Regions from separate parts of the Ovis aries genome. Here region 2 is linked to region 1. A link is a contact called in public Hi-C data. All regions are on one chromosome and are shown on one strand. The core of a region is the stretch at or near the end of the contact, and the rest is flanking DNA. Distances in the headings are between cores, read along the strand shown. Region 1 holds the start of CCIN (calicin). Region 2 has its middle 12 kb from the start of SPAAR.

Evidence for each region. A called contact is a pair of places that touch in the nucleus more often than the background predicts.
Region 2: a contact with region 1 is called in a Hi-C map of omental adipose tissue, with 1.8 times the contacts expected there. The contact joins the enhancer-like site here to the promoter of CCIN in region 1. A contact is called at or near these places in 3 of 16 Hi-C or Micro-C datasets (hypothalamus, omental adipose tissue and tail adipose tissue).

Annotation. Positions count from the first base shown.
Region 1 is chr2:52,390,227-52,396,377 of ARS-UI_Ramb_v3.0, forward strand. CCIN (calicin) reads right to left here and starts at 2,397. Exons shown (of 2, transcript XM_027964423.3): 1 at 2,301-2,397; 2 at 1-506. The coding sequence starts at 428. It overlaps GLIPR2 (GLI pathogenesis related 2), which reads right to left. Exons shown (of 5, transcript XM_015093150.3): 5 at 5,328-5,771. The coding sequence ends at 5,611.
Region 2 is chr2:52,606,345-52,612,447 of ARS-UI_Ramb_v3.0, forward strand. No RefSeq gene overlaps it. Among named protein-coding and RNA genes, the nearest start is that of SPAAR, 12 kb to the right of the region's middle. Within about 2 kb of position 1,412, at least 3 of the 54 cell types and tissues checked have an H3K27ac peak or open chromatin away from gene starts, as enhancers often do.

The sequences.
Region 1 (6,151 bases), core at 1,147-3,646:
AACAACTCAGCCAAGAAGAGGTAGCGCAAGCAGTTGGCACGGCGGATGGACTTGATCAGGAAGTCATTGCAGTGAATTCGAAGGCGGGGTGTGTTGAAATACTGGGCCCCGCGAAGGAGCTCTTCCACGTTCTGTTCTGAGATCACCACCTTGCCACTGTAGAAGTAGTCTAGGAGCTGGTCCACTGTGGTCGGACTCAGGTAGTTGGGGTCAATGGTGATAAAGAGCTCATCGGTGGTCTTCATGTCATGGTTGGAGATGAGGTTCTTCACCAGCGGGGAGACTGCAGCCAGCACATTGCGATGTGCAAAGAAGACATGGTGGTCCACAGTCAGGGCTATGTCCCAGTACTCTTTGCGTTTTCTCTGTTTGTTCAGGTTCTGCAGTACGAAGCTGTTGTAGTTTTTCTCGGTGAATTCCAATTTCATGGTGCTTCTTGCTGGGTGAGACAGAAGATCAGCAGTAGGTACTGGAGAACAGACTTTCTCAGGCCTTTGGGATTCAGACTGATGGTTGTTTGCAGAGCAGTTGATCAGGGAGGAGTGGGAATAAGAGAGAGGATGATGTCATAGAATGGATGAGGTCATCACAATGCAGGCCCCCCTCCCTGAGGCCTTTCTCAGAGGCACAGGGCTTTTCTCCCCTCTGATGGCTCTCATCTGCCAAGGCCAGATACCCTGCCAGGACCTAGTCCAGGGCCCAGAACTCAGGAGGAAACTCAGAGATGGGTCACAGCTCCCACCTGGGACCTTCAACCTCACTTCAGGGAGGCTTCTGGAATGTCAGGGCCAGTCTGGGCGGGGCTAGTATGGGGAAGGCTATTAGGAAGGCTGGGGTAAGGATTTTTACATCATCTAGAGGAATGTACGTTGCACAGGAGGGAAACCAAGGCCCATAGAAGAGCATGAACTTGCCCAAGATCACGTAGCTAGTTGGAAGCAGAGCAGGGCCTGAAACCCAGTCCTTCTGAAACCCACCCTTCTGGGATGCTCCTAACTACTCATCTTTCCTCTGTCTGTGATTCTCAAGCCCCAAAGCACCTTTCACTACCAAGGCTCCTGGATATTAGAGAAGAAAAAGCTGTGTTCTTTGGCTTCTGACCTTTGCGGCTACAGACATCATTCTTCACATTGGGTCGGCCAAAAAGAAACAACCTTTTTGGCCGACCCAATAAAACGGAGAGGTGGCGGCCCCTCAGGGAGCAAGGACGCAGGAGTTACTCTCGGACCGGGGGATGGGAGGGCCCTCGAAGCCCTGATTATTTCAGTTTCACGGAAAATCGGGCCATTCTGCCCACACTTCCAAGTCTCTAGCTTGTAAAATGTTGGAGGCTGGGATAGGTCAGCTTTCCCCATCAGCTGGGGACTTGGACAAGTTTCTCATTCTCTCTAAACCTCAGTTTCCTCCGCTGTGAGATAGGAATAATAGCTGCATCCGCTTAAAAGATGATTAAGAGTTTACAAGAGAAAAGGGCCAGAAAATGTTAAGCCCAGTGTTTGGTTCGCAACAATCGTTCAACAGATGCTAGCTGCCATTTCACTAGTTCGCCAGGCTTCGGTGTTCCTGGCTGGCTGCTCCTTTCGTAAACACTTGTGGTTCTCTGTGATCTTTGGCAAGTCTGGAAATCCCCATCTCCTCGGGCTGGGCTCCGTGCGCCGCCTCAGCCACGCGGTGGCGCTGGAGAGTCATCTCCCGCCTGGGAACGGCGAACTCATTACCGCCCCCGGTGCCACTCCCTCTTCTCTGACCCGATAGCCGCAAAACACCCTGTGCCCATTTTTCAGACAGAGGTAAAGCCCCAGATAGCGGGCGCACGGCCGAGCGGCTAGAAAGGAGACATCCAGAACTCTAGGCGTCCCCCCCGGGTGCCACGTCCACGGCCCACCCCGCCTCCGAGCCGGCGTGGGGGCTCCCCAAGTTCCCGTGGCGCTGCTGTGCCCAGGAGGGGATAAGGACCAGCCACAGCCTCCCACGGAAGAGGGCCGGCTCCTGGGGGTCCCACCAGGACCAGCCTTCGGGGCTCCCAGCACAACAGCGTAGACCCTGGCGGCAACAGCAAGGTCCTGTAGAGAAGACTTGAGCTCGGACCGCACCCTTGATCCCTGAGCCCCACTCCTGACCGTCAGGCCGTCTTTAGCGTCCTTACTAGGAAAACTCGCTGCAGCCTTGGGAATGTGAGCCTGCCAGCTCTTTCCCTCCCGGTGTAGTCAAGTTCTCATTATTAACTGCTGGTCTTTCCCTCCTCCCTTCATTCCAGATCTGGCTTTTTCTTAATTTGAAAATTATTTTAGAGTACTTACCTTTTAATGCTATATTTGTTCACCTTGACGTCTCCAGGGTGAGAAGCACTCAGTCTCTTGAGGTACGTGTCTGCACAAGGCTAGAACCTTCTGTTTTCCCCAAGGGAAGAAGGTTTGGCTTTCTGCCCTTCCACGGACTAGCTCTGTGGCTTAGGTGAGTTCCACCTGGTCCCTTCTCTCCCTGTGAAGATAATTAAGCTCTAATTGCTTCTCCAGCTCTGATCTCTGGAGAGGAGAGGCCACTGTGATTCAGGTGAAGGATGAGGCCTCTTGGTGCTGAGGCCAGACACTCATCACTTCCATTGGCTTCTAGGCCTGCCCACCCAGGGGTAGGGGATGAGTGGGTCATCATCACTCCTTTGCCCCCACCCCAACGTGGATGGAGGAGGTGGCCATGCCCCTCTGTTTTTGTTTCAGGTCCCAGAAACCATGGCCAGAAGATCTCTCATCAGATGCTTCCTTCTGGCTTAAGAAAGTTAGGTTTACAGGGTGTCCTGGAGACCTTAGAGGATCCAATAGGCTTATTTCCATGTGTCAGACCTTGTACAGCTAGACAGATTGTGGCCCAGAGAGGGGAAGGGGCTCATTCAACTCAGTTCACAGAGCTAGGACTGGAAGCCAGAGTGTCTGACTCCCTCTACCCTCTGGCTGCAAAGGAGAGGTGGCAATCTGGCTTGTCTTCTGCTCACGTGGAATTTATGGTGGTGGTGATTTAGTTCCTAAGTCATGTCCAACTCTTGCGACCCCGTGGACTGTAGCCTACCAGCTCCTCTGTCCATGGGATTTCCCAGGCAAGAATTCTGGAGTGGGGTGCCATTTCCTTCTCCAGAGGATCTGTGTGACCCAGGGATCAAACCCACATCTCCTGCATTGCAGGCAGATTCTTTACTGACTTAGCCATCAGAGAAGCCCTTGAACTTTTAGGAGCTGCCATCTTTACAAAATCCATTGTAAGAAATTAGATTTGTGCCTACTCACTCAGCCAGCTTTGTTATCTGGCTTATCTTCAGCTTTAGAAAGCTCCCCTGGTCAGCTTGTTCCTTACTCCAGCCAACTGAAGAAACAGACTCCAACCTAAAGGGGCAGGCTGCCTGCCAGGGTCCATCAGGTGGTTAGGTATACTTGTGTATTGGGTAGAGTATGTCCCTAGGAGCTACGGGATGTTCAATGACTGGTCGCTGAGTTTGTCTTGTTCGTGGTAGCTGCCCAGGTATGGCCAAGGCCCTCAGCTTCTTGCACAGGTCAGCATTTTCTGTTGCTGGAAACTCCCTGGAGGGCGGGGGTTCGGGGGGCCTCTATCTAATATTCTATCCTTCTGGGGACCATCAATTAATATATCAATTTGTTGGGAAACCCTGAAGAAAATGTTTTAAATATAGATTTGGCCTGGAACTGGAAAGGATAAGACGAGTCTTCCTGTCTTTCCACCTGTTTTATACCTCTTAACAACTGGCTTTCTCACTTCCATATATTTCCAACTCATAACTGGGCTTACACATAGCTTTGACTTGCCGTAGTCTTAATTCAAACTCATAGCATCCTTATTTTTTCAGCCCCACTGGTCAATTCTCTCTGTATTTCTTAGCTCAAATTCCTGGTCCATGGCCAGGCTAGAGATTGGCTGCCATGAATCACATGTCCACTCTAGTCCTGTCAGCTATGAGACGGTAGGTCACGTGATTCAAAACAAGTCTACAGGGGAGGGGTTGGAGGTATTCAGAATCTTGAGTTACCTAAGATGGAACTCAGAGTTATTGATTACCTTAGTTACTGGTTAAGAATCAGGCACGAGCAACTTCCCTGGTGGTAAGACTTCACCTTCCAATGCAGGGGATGCAGGTTTGATCCCTGGTCAGGGAACTAACATCCCATATGCCTTGGGGACAAAAACATAAAACAAAAAACCCAGAAGCAAGATTGTAACAAACTTGATAAAAGATTTTTTTAAATGGTTCATACCAAAGAAAACCTTAAGAATCAGGCATGAATCACATGGGAGTAAGATATTACACTAAAAAAGATTTTATTACTGTCCCTGGGTGAGACGAAGGGCACAGCAGAAGCCTGTGTTCACAACAGAGACGTTCAGGAAGCACGTCTCAAAGACTGGCTCGCACAGACTCCTGGCCCTGCTATCTCACTACCTGGAGATGCCGTGGTTTCAGGGACACACAGCTTGGCCCTTCTCACCTGGACCATATGGAGTCCTGATTTTAGAGGACTTTGCATAGTTTGAGGCAAAACGCAGAACTAAGTTAGCGCCTCTAAGCCCCCGCATGGGATATCTCTTTGGAATGCTTGGGCCTGTGACACATTCCTGGAGGAGCAGCAGCACAGCTGCAGTCACAGCTGCCAGGAACAGGCTGGGGCTCCCACCCTGTGTGGGGGGAGGGCACAGGCTGGAGGGCTTCCTCTGGGGACTCTGAGTGAGCTCACCCTCACCCCCGCCCTCACTGACTTCATCATCCAAGGCTGCTTGGCCAAGAGCCCAGGCAGAGTGAGGGGCTTTCTCCCAGAACAGGCCCCGGGCCACCAGGCAGAGTGGGGGATGGGTGAGTTGCAGGCCTAGCCCTGCTCCCTAGAAACCAAGGTGGTGGTGGAGGGGCGGCATAGTGAGCTCTGAAATGCCAGAGGATCTTTAGAAAAAGAGGGTGGGCCAAGGGTGGTGGAAGATAGAAAAATGCAAGGAAGTCAAGCTTTTTTCTCCATTTGGCAATCCCACTAGAGAATTCCAGGAGGCGTGCAGATGACATCATGTCTTACAACTGAGAAATCTCAGTAATTCCATGAAATGGAGTCCCTGCCTACCCTGTATTTCGGATGGAAACCGCTTTGTATTTACATGTTTAAAGCTGTATTTTTGTCACATTTAAATGAGGATTTAATATTCTTAAATATCTACCAAAAGTAGATTACAATGCATGAAGGTCCCATAAGATGAACTTCACTTTCTCAGCATCACAAACAGTTGGAATACAGAAAGTCCAGGGATTAGGGATGGATATAAGTAAGAAGGTACAAAAAAAGTTTGCTTTAAAAAATTTTTTTAAAGTTTAAAAATTGAGTTTTTCCCCTCAAAGTCCAAATAATTGCAGCCCAGGGAATCATTGAGATAAAGGCTTTGTATGCTCATTTCTTTGATGAGAATGATTTTATGCACAACTGTCTAACCAAGTGCGTGTGCAAGAGACTCAGCATCACACACACAGCACACACACCCACAGGGACAGACACCCAGCTGAGTTTTGTTGTTCTAGGCACTTCATATCCAAGTTCTTAAGTCTGCCACCTTCCCATTCCACTGGACAAATTACTTCTTTGGAGGCAGGACATTTTCCTCAAAGAAGCCTTGGTTGACGACATTTCCTGCTGGGAAGTATCTGGCCACCACAAAAGAGGACCCGTCACTTGCAGACGCCTTCCCCACTCCCATCTTCTTTGTATTCTTCCATACCATGGCTGTGAAGTGTCCTGTAGGAACAGGCATGGGGAGAGGGAAACAGGCTAGTTAGCAAAGCCTGGAGAATGGTGTTCCAAGGGACTCTTGAACTCCTGTACCATTCTGCCATGCGGGGGGAAGCTTGATCTTCAACTGCCAATCAGAAGAAGGAGATACAAGACACTGACTAATTTTCGAACACATTGGGTCCTCTCAATCAGCCAAATAGACCCTACTCATCTCACTATTCAATGCTCAAAAGTTTCATGGTCTCCTAGAGATTATGGCAAAGCCCAGTGACCTCAACAATTAGAAGGTCACCCTACTTGGCACCTACTTCCACCCCTCGCCCCAAACCACACTTTCAAGGTCACCAACTATCTCTGTGTTCCTTCCCAGTGGTCACTGGTTG
Region 2 (6,103 bases), core at 162-2,661, 220 kb after region 1:
AGGACGACAGAGGATGAGATGGTTGGATGGCATTACCAACTCAGTGCATATGAGTTTGAGTAAACTCCAGGAGTTGGCAATGAACAGGGAGGCCTGGCGTGCTGCAGTCCACGGGGTCGCAAAAGAGTCAGACACGACTGAGAGACTGAACTGAACTGAAAGAAAGTAGATCCCGTTTCTGGATTCTCTACTTGCACGGAAATTATTTAGCTGCGGTAAGTACCGGAGAGGGAAATGGCAACTCACTCCAGTACCTTTGTCTGGTGGGCTGCAGTCCGTGGGGTCGCTAAGAGTCGGACACGACTGAGCGACTTCACTTTCACTTTCATGCATTGGAGAAGGAAATGGCAACCCACTCCAGTGTTCTTCCCTGGGGAATCCCATGGACGAGGGGATCCTGGTGGGCTGCAGTCTATGGGGTCGCACAGAGTCGGACAAGACTGATGCGACTTAGCAGCAGCGGCAGCAGCTGCTGTAAGTACACAAGAGTGGCATCTAGTGGCCACTAGGATGAACTACAGCTCCTTGAAAGGTCAAGTCAGAAAGCTTCAGAGTCATTTCATCCATCTTGCAGGTTACCAGATTTCCAGATTTCACAGAAATTTTATTTATTTTTAATGGCGACTTACATGGAGCTGTTGAGATTTTCTATTTTTTGTTGAGTTATGATGTTAAACAACAACAATAACAAATATTACCTACTATTTAACAACAAGAAGATAGAGAAAACATAGTCTCAGAATAAATGAAATATACTTCAAATTGCAAATTTAAAATGTACCACATTGTCTTTTCTTTCTTAATAGGAAAATGAGACCTGGAAAACTTTGTGGACAGGTACCAATGTACAGCTTGGTAACTGGGAACTGCTGCTCAGTTGATAAATTAATTCTTCACCATCCTTTGCTTCAGTATTCCCAGTACTGGAGACGTGCCCCCGTCCACCACCTCCTTCCAACCCTAGTAGGTAGGAGATTTCTCTTTAGGTAAGAGTTAAATTGGCAGCCTTAACCCATAGGTCCTGATTTTGGTCCCGGGAAGTCTCCATGAAAAAGCCTAAACCGTTTTTTATTTTGATGTGTGAAAGTGGCTTTCTGATCCCCAGTGCTCACCTCCCATGATCTCGTTCCTAGGCTGAATCCCCTTGTTCCCTCAGCCAGTATTTACACCCTCAGCTGGCAGAGCAATAAAGTACATTCTAAGCCTTCCAGGAGTCTGGTTCCTACAAAGTGAAGATTACAGACATTCCTGAAAAGATCCCGGAAAAGATTAGAAATCAGAAGGCTTACCAATCCAGAGCTGTAGAGAAGTCTACTTATTCACCAACCTTCTTGGCAGACAGGCAGTAGGCACCTGGGGCTACAATATCTTATATTACAAAGTGTATCATTTGTAGGTGGAGGTCATCTCTCCTCCCCCACGCCTTCTGAATCACTGAATAATGCTGAGTTCTTTCATGGATCACACTCCATTACGGACCTTCCTAAGCTTCTTGCCAGTGGTCTGTGCTTTCAATAGGAACAGATGGGTTAGTCTGCCGTTTAATTTGTTCTAGCTGTGAGTGATTAAAAGAGAAGACTAGTATGCCCTGCCTATTTAAGGACACTTTCCAGACATTGCACCCCACTTCTGTTGGCCATTTCTAGCTCCAAGGGAGGCTGTGTTGTTGTTGTTGTTGTTCTAATAATAAGAATGAAAGGGAAAACAGAGGTTGGAGACAACCAGCTATGTTGACAGCTAGCTTGTGCCACATGTGCAAGACCAGACAGCGGTCAAACGATCACTAATCAATCCTAGTGGTCAGCCTCTTTGTAAAATCACTGTACTGGGGACGGAGGAGCCCGGAAGGCGGCAGTCCATGGGGTTGCTGAGGGTCGGACACGACTGAGCGACTTCACTTTCGCTTTTCACTTTCATGCGTTGGAGAAGGAACTGGCAACCCACTCCAGTGTTCTTGCCTGGAGAATCCCAGGGACGGGGGAGCCTTGTGGGCTGCCGTCTATGGGGTCGCACAGAGTCGGACGACTGAAGTGACTTAGCAGCAGCAGCAGCAGCAACACCACATTGTATAGGACTCCACACCTAAAATCCCCTAAAACAAGATGGATGACAATGACCAGTGGGCAAAATTGGGACCAATGAAAATATATCCAGGAGAATCATGATCATTCAAGCAAATGGACTGTTTTAACTCAGACCTACTGGTTTAATGCTTCTCTGCAGGAATTCCTTCCCAGCATTTCTCAGACATGTGATGTGTTTCCAGAGCCTGAAAACCCTAGTAAAAATAAGTTAAGGAATCTAGAAGCCTGGGAAACTATTCCCGTGTGAGAATTAAAACCTAATGATCAACATAGACCTGTCACTAGTTCAAAGGAATCCACTGATAACATATCAAAAGCAAGAGTAGAAGACACTGAGACATGGATTGGAAAATTAAGGCTGGCAGTTCCTGAACAGAAGGGGAGCAGGAGGGAAGCGGTCACAGTCTAATCTGTCTTGTCTGTAGCTGTTGCCACCTTAGAAGCAGTGATGTTGTGGGGCAGGTACACAAAGGAAAGAGAGAGTGCCAGCCGGTTAAGAGCATCTTTTTCTGACTCCTAGTGACGTCACATCAATAGCTCAAAATTGACCCTGGTGGGACTATTTATACCTCCCCTCCTCAGAAACTGGCAAAAGCTACACATATCAGGACGTCCCTCCCTGCCCTGCAGAGAGTCGACTTACCAGCACGCACTAGTTATAACTGTATGTTTGTGGCCTGGTCTGTTTCTAACAGTAATTCATTTCTATAAATAAAATAAATATTGGTAAGTTCATACACATGGGATACTTATACAAATCCTATGAGTGGTGTCAGAAAAAACAACAAACTTTGGAAGCAGTCTGTTGGCATTTGCCTCATATTGGCAGTTTCAACAAGTGATTCTGTGTGGTTCTATTAAAGTTGCTAGCAGTTCTGAACACTCATGCCATTTGAAACCTTTCCAGTAACGACTGCTGTCTTTTCCAAATATTGCAGTATTCACCATAGGCTACAGTTCTTTGTACATACTTAACAGATGAGCTGCAAAAAGATGTGATTGTTGCTATAGAACACACAAACACAAAATCAGAAACTGCTCCAAAATCTGAATTGGCAAGAGCAATATTTTTTTTGGAAAACTAAGGACTGGATTTATTTGCTCAGTATTCATTTTACTTTCAGTAAAGTAAGGACAACCAGACAGGGGAACTCAAATCAGGCCCAGAGAGCAGCCACCAGCAAGAGCAATATTGAATTCAATGGCAAAATCAAGACTAGGGCAAGCAAACCTGTATATATAATTAAAAGGAAATGAACTTCTGTGAAGCAACATGTACCCTATAGGACACCCACCTAGAAGATGTTTGCATGTTCAGTGAGTGTTAGTTGCTCATTCGTGTCTGACCCTTCACAACTCTATGGACTGTAGCCCGTCAGGCTCCTCTGTCCATGGGATTCTCCAGGCCAGAATACTGGAGTGGGTTGCCATTTCCTTCTCCAGGGAATCTTCCTGACCCAGGTCTTCTGCATTGCAGGCAGATGTTTTACTGTCTGAGCTACGGTCACTAGTGTAGAAGTAAAGAGGTTTGGGACATTCTTAATTCAACCAACATCAATGCAAAATGAAAGTTTCCTACATCTGGAATATTTGTCACAAAGCAACGATCAAGACTATCTTTAACTTTTTTTTTTAAGTTGAAACAATTGATTCTTCATTTTTTTTACTTTCTATTTTCTTCCTTTTTAAAATATTTATTTATTTGGCTGTGCCAGATCTTAGTTACAGCATGCAGGATCTGTTCATTGTGTCATGGGAGTCCTTACTTCCCCAACTAGAGATGGAACCCAGTAACCAACCCTGCATTGGAAATTTGGAGTCTTACCCAGTGGACCACCAGGAAAGACCCTATATTTCATTTTTTAAATGATAACTTTTAAATATCAAATATTTGCAGTATTCTATTTCAATTTTAAGTGATTTTATTTGGCCTTTATTAGGGGTTAACACTCTCTTCCTCTTAATGTTTTCTATATCCAGTATCTGTATTAGAGAGAGAATATTTTCCTGTGTTATTGAAATAATCTTGTCATAATATATTGATTCATAATCTTAAGAAACTATAAAACCATGTTATTAACTGAAAACTTCTGCAACTTTCAGCATCCTTCTATCACAGAAAATTATTCACTATTTATTATCATGGTCACTCATTATTTAAAAGCAGGTGAGTAATTGTTATGAATAGTATATAATAACTCATGATTTCAGAAATTCTCAAGGATTCCTGAAAATTCCAGTTTGTCACTCCTGACCATTGAGCATTAGTGTCAGCTGGGAATTTGGAAACATTATTCTGGATCACTGACTTTCAAACTTTTTGAAGCAGCAGAACGTTTGCTTTTTTTTAATCAGGCAAAATTTATCTTGGAAACCAAAGATACAAGAGATAAAAGTGAAACTGGCTGAAAGAGATGGAAGAAAGAGGAGATCTGATTCTGTCCTGAACTCTGCAACCAAATGGCTGAAAGACTTGAGATTCATCACTTTAGTGTCTCGAGGTCTTTGCTTCCTCATCTGTAAACTACAGTCGATGCTGCTCCACTAGGTCCCCGGGCATGTTGTTGGAGACAGTCGCGACAGTGCTGCAGAAGAGCTCTCCGATCCAGGGACGCCTTGCAGAGCGTCAGATGCTGGGCAGATAGAGGACTTGCACACCCCTGATCCAGTCCTTGTGTTGAGAGCCCAAGGGGAGAGCAAGGACCCCAGCCTCCATGCACCCTCCTTGGCTGCTTTCCTAGGACTGTCCCTGCTGGTGTCCTTCCCGTTTAAGGAGTGTGACTTCAAGATGTAAACCAGGCCTTAGTGTGGGATCGAGCAGAAAAACACAGAAATGCTTATTCCTCACATAAACACTATGAATTATAAAAAGGGGAGTTTGAATTTTGAAGAATTTCTAAGTTCACCAAAATGGGGGCCAGAAAATTGTATTGGGTTGGCCAAAAAATCTGTCCAGGGTTTTCCATAACATGGGATGGAAACCTGAATGGACTTTTCGGCCAACTCAGTATTTCAGTCTGGAATTGCCATGCAATGTAGAGAAATGTCAGTTCCCTCGCAGAACCTCAGATCACAAGTCTGTAAAAGGCCAGGAGGGCTAGGGTGACTTCACTTTTCCACTCACACGATTTATGCTGCCTTGTTCCCCAGCTATGCTCACATAGAAAAAGAAATCAATTTTGTTCATGCATGTCCAGAGTGTTCCTGCTAAGTGGAGCCCCACCATTCCTCTGCCCAGAGAGCTCTTTTTGCAAATAATAAGAATCAAAGTAAAGTTTGTTTTTCTTAACCTTTGTACTATCTTTAAAAAAAAATAATGTTACATGGAATGAAAAACAAGACAGTCTTGTTAAAACAAGTTCAAACAACCCAGAATATTATAAAGTAAACAGTGTTTCCTGCTCCCTCCAAGCCTATCCCCGGTGGTAATCATATCCTTCCAGACTTTTCTCTGTGTTTATACAAACATACAAACATATGTGTAATTTAGGAGTTTTTTGGTGTTTTTTTTTTCCCTTAGGAAGAAAGGATATTTGTTTCTTTGCTCCCCTTTTTTCTTATAAGATCCTTCTATAACTTGCTTTTGTTTCTCTATTTATAATAGGCAGTTTCCAAGTCAGTACATTTGGTAAGGACTATTATCCCATTTTGTGGCTTTGTGTATATTAATATAGGCTTACCTGGTGACTCAGGTGGTAAAGAATCTGCCTGCAATGCAGGAGACCCGGGTTCAATCCCTGGGTTGGGAAGATCCCCTGGAGAAGGGAATAGCAACCCACTCCAGTATTCTTGTCTGGAGAATTCCTTGGACAGAGGAATCTGGTGGGCTACAGTCCACGGGGTCGCAAAGAGACAGACACGACTGAGTGACTTTCAATCACTCACTTATATTAATACGTTTCTCTGTTGATTGTACTTGTTTGCATGCTTTGCTATTTCCACAGGATAGGAGTGGGATTCCTGGAGATGCGCATCACATAATACCTAACACAACCTGGCAGTCACCACATTGTTCCTCT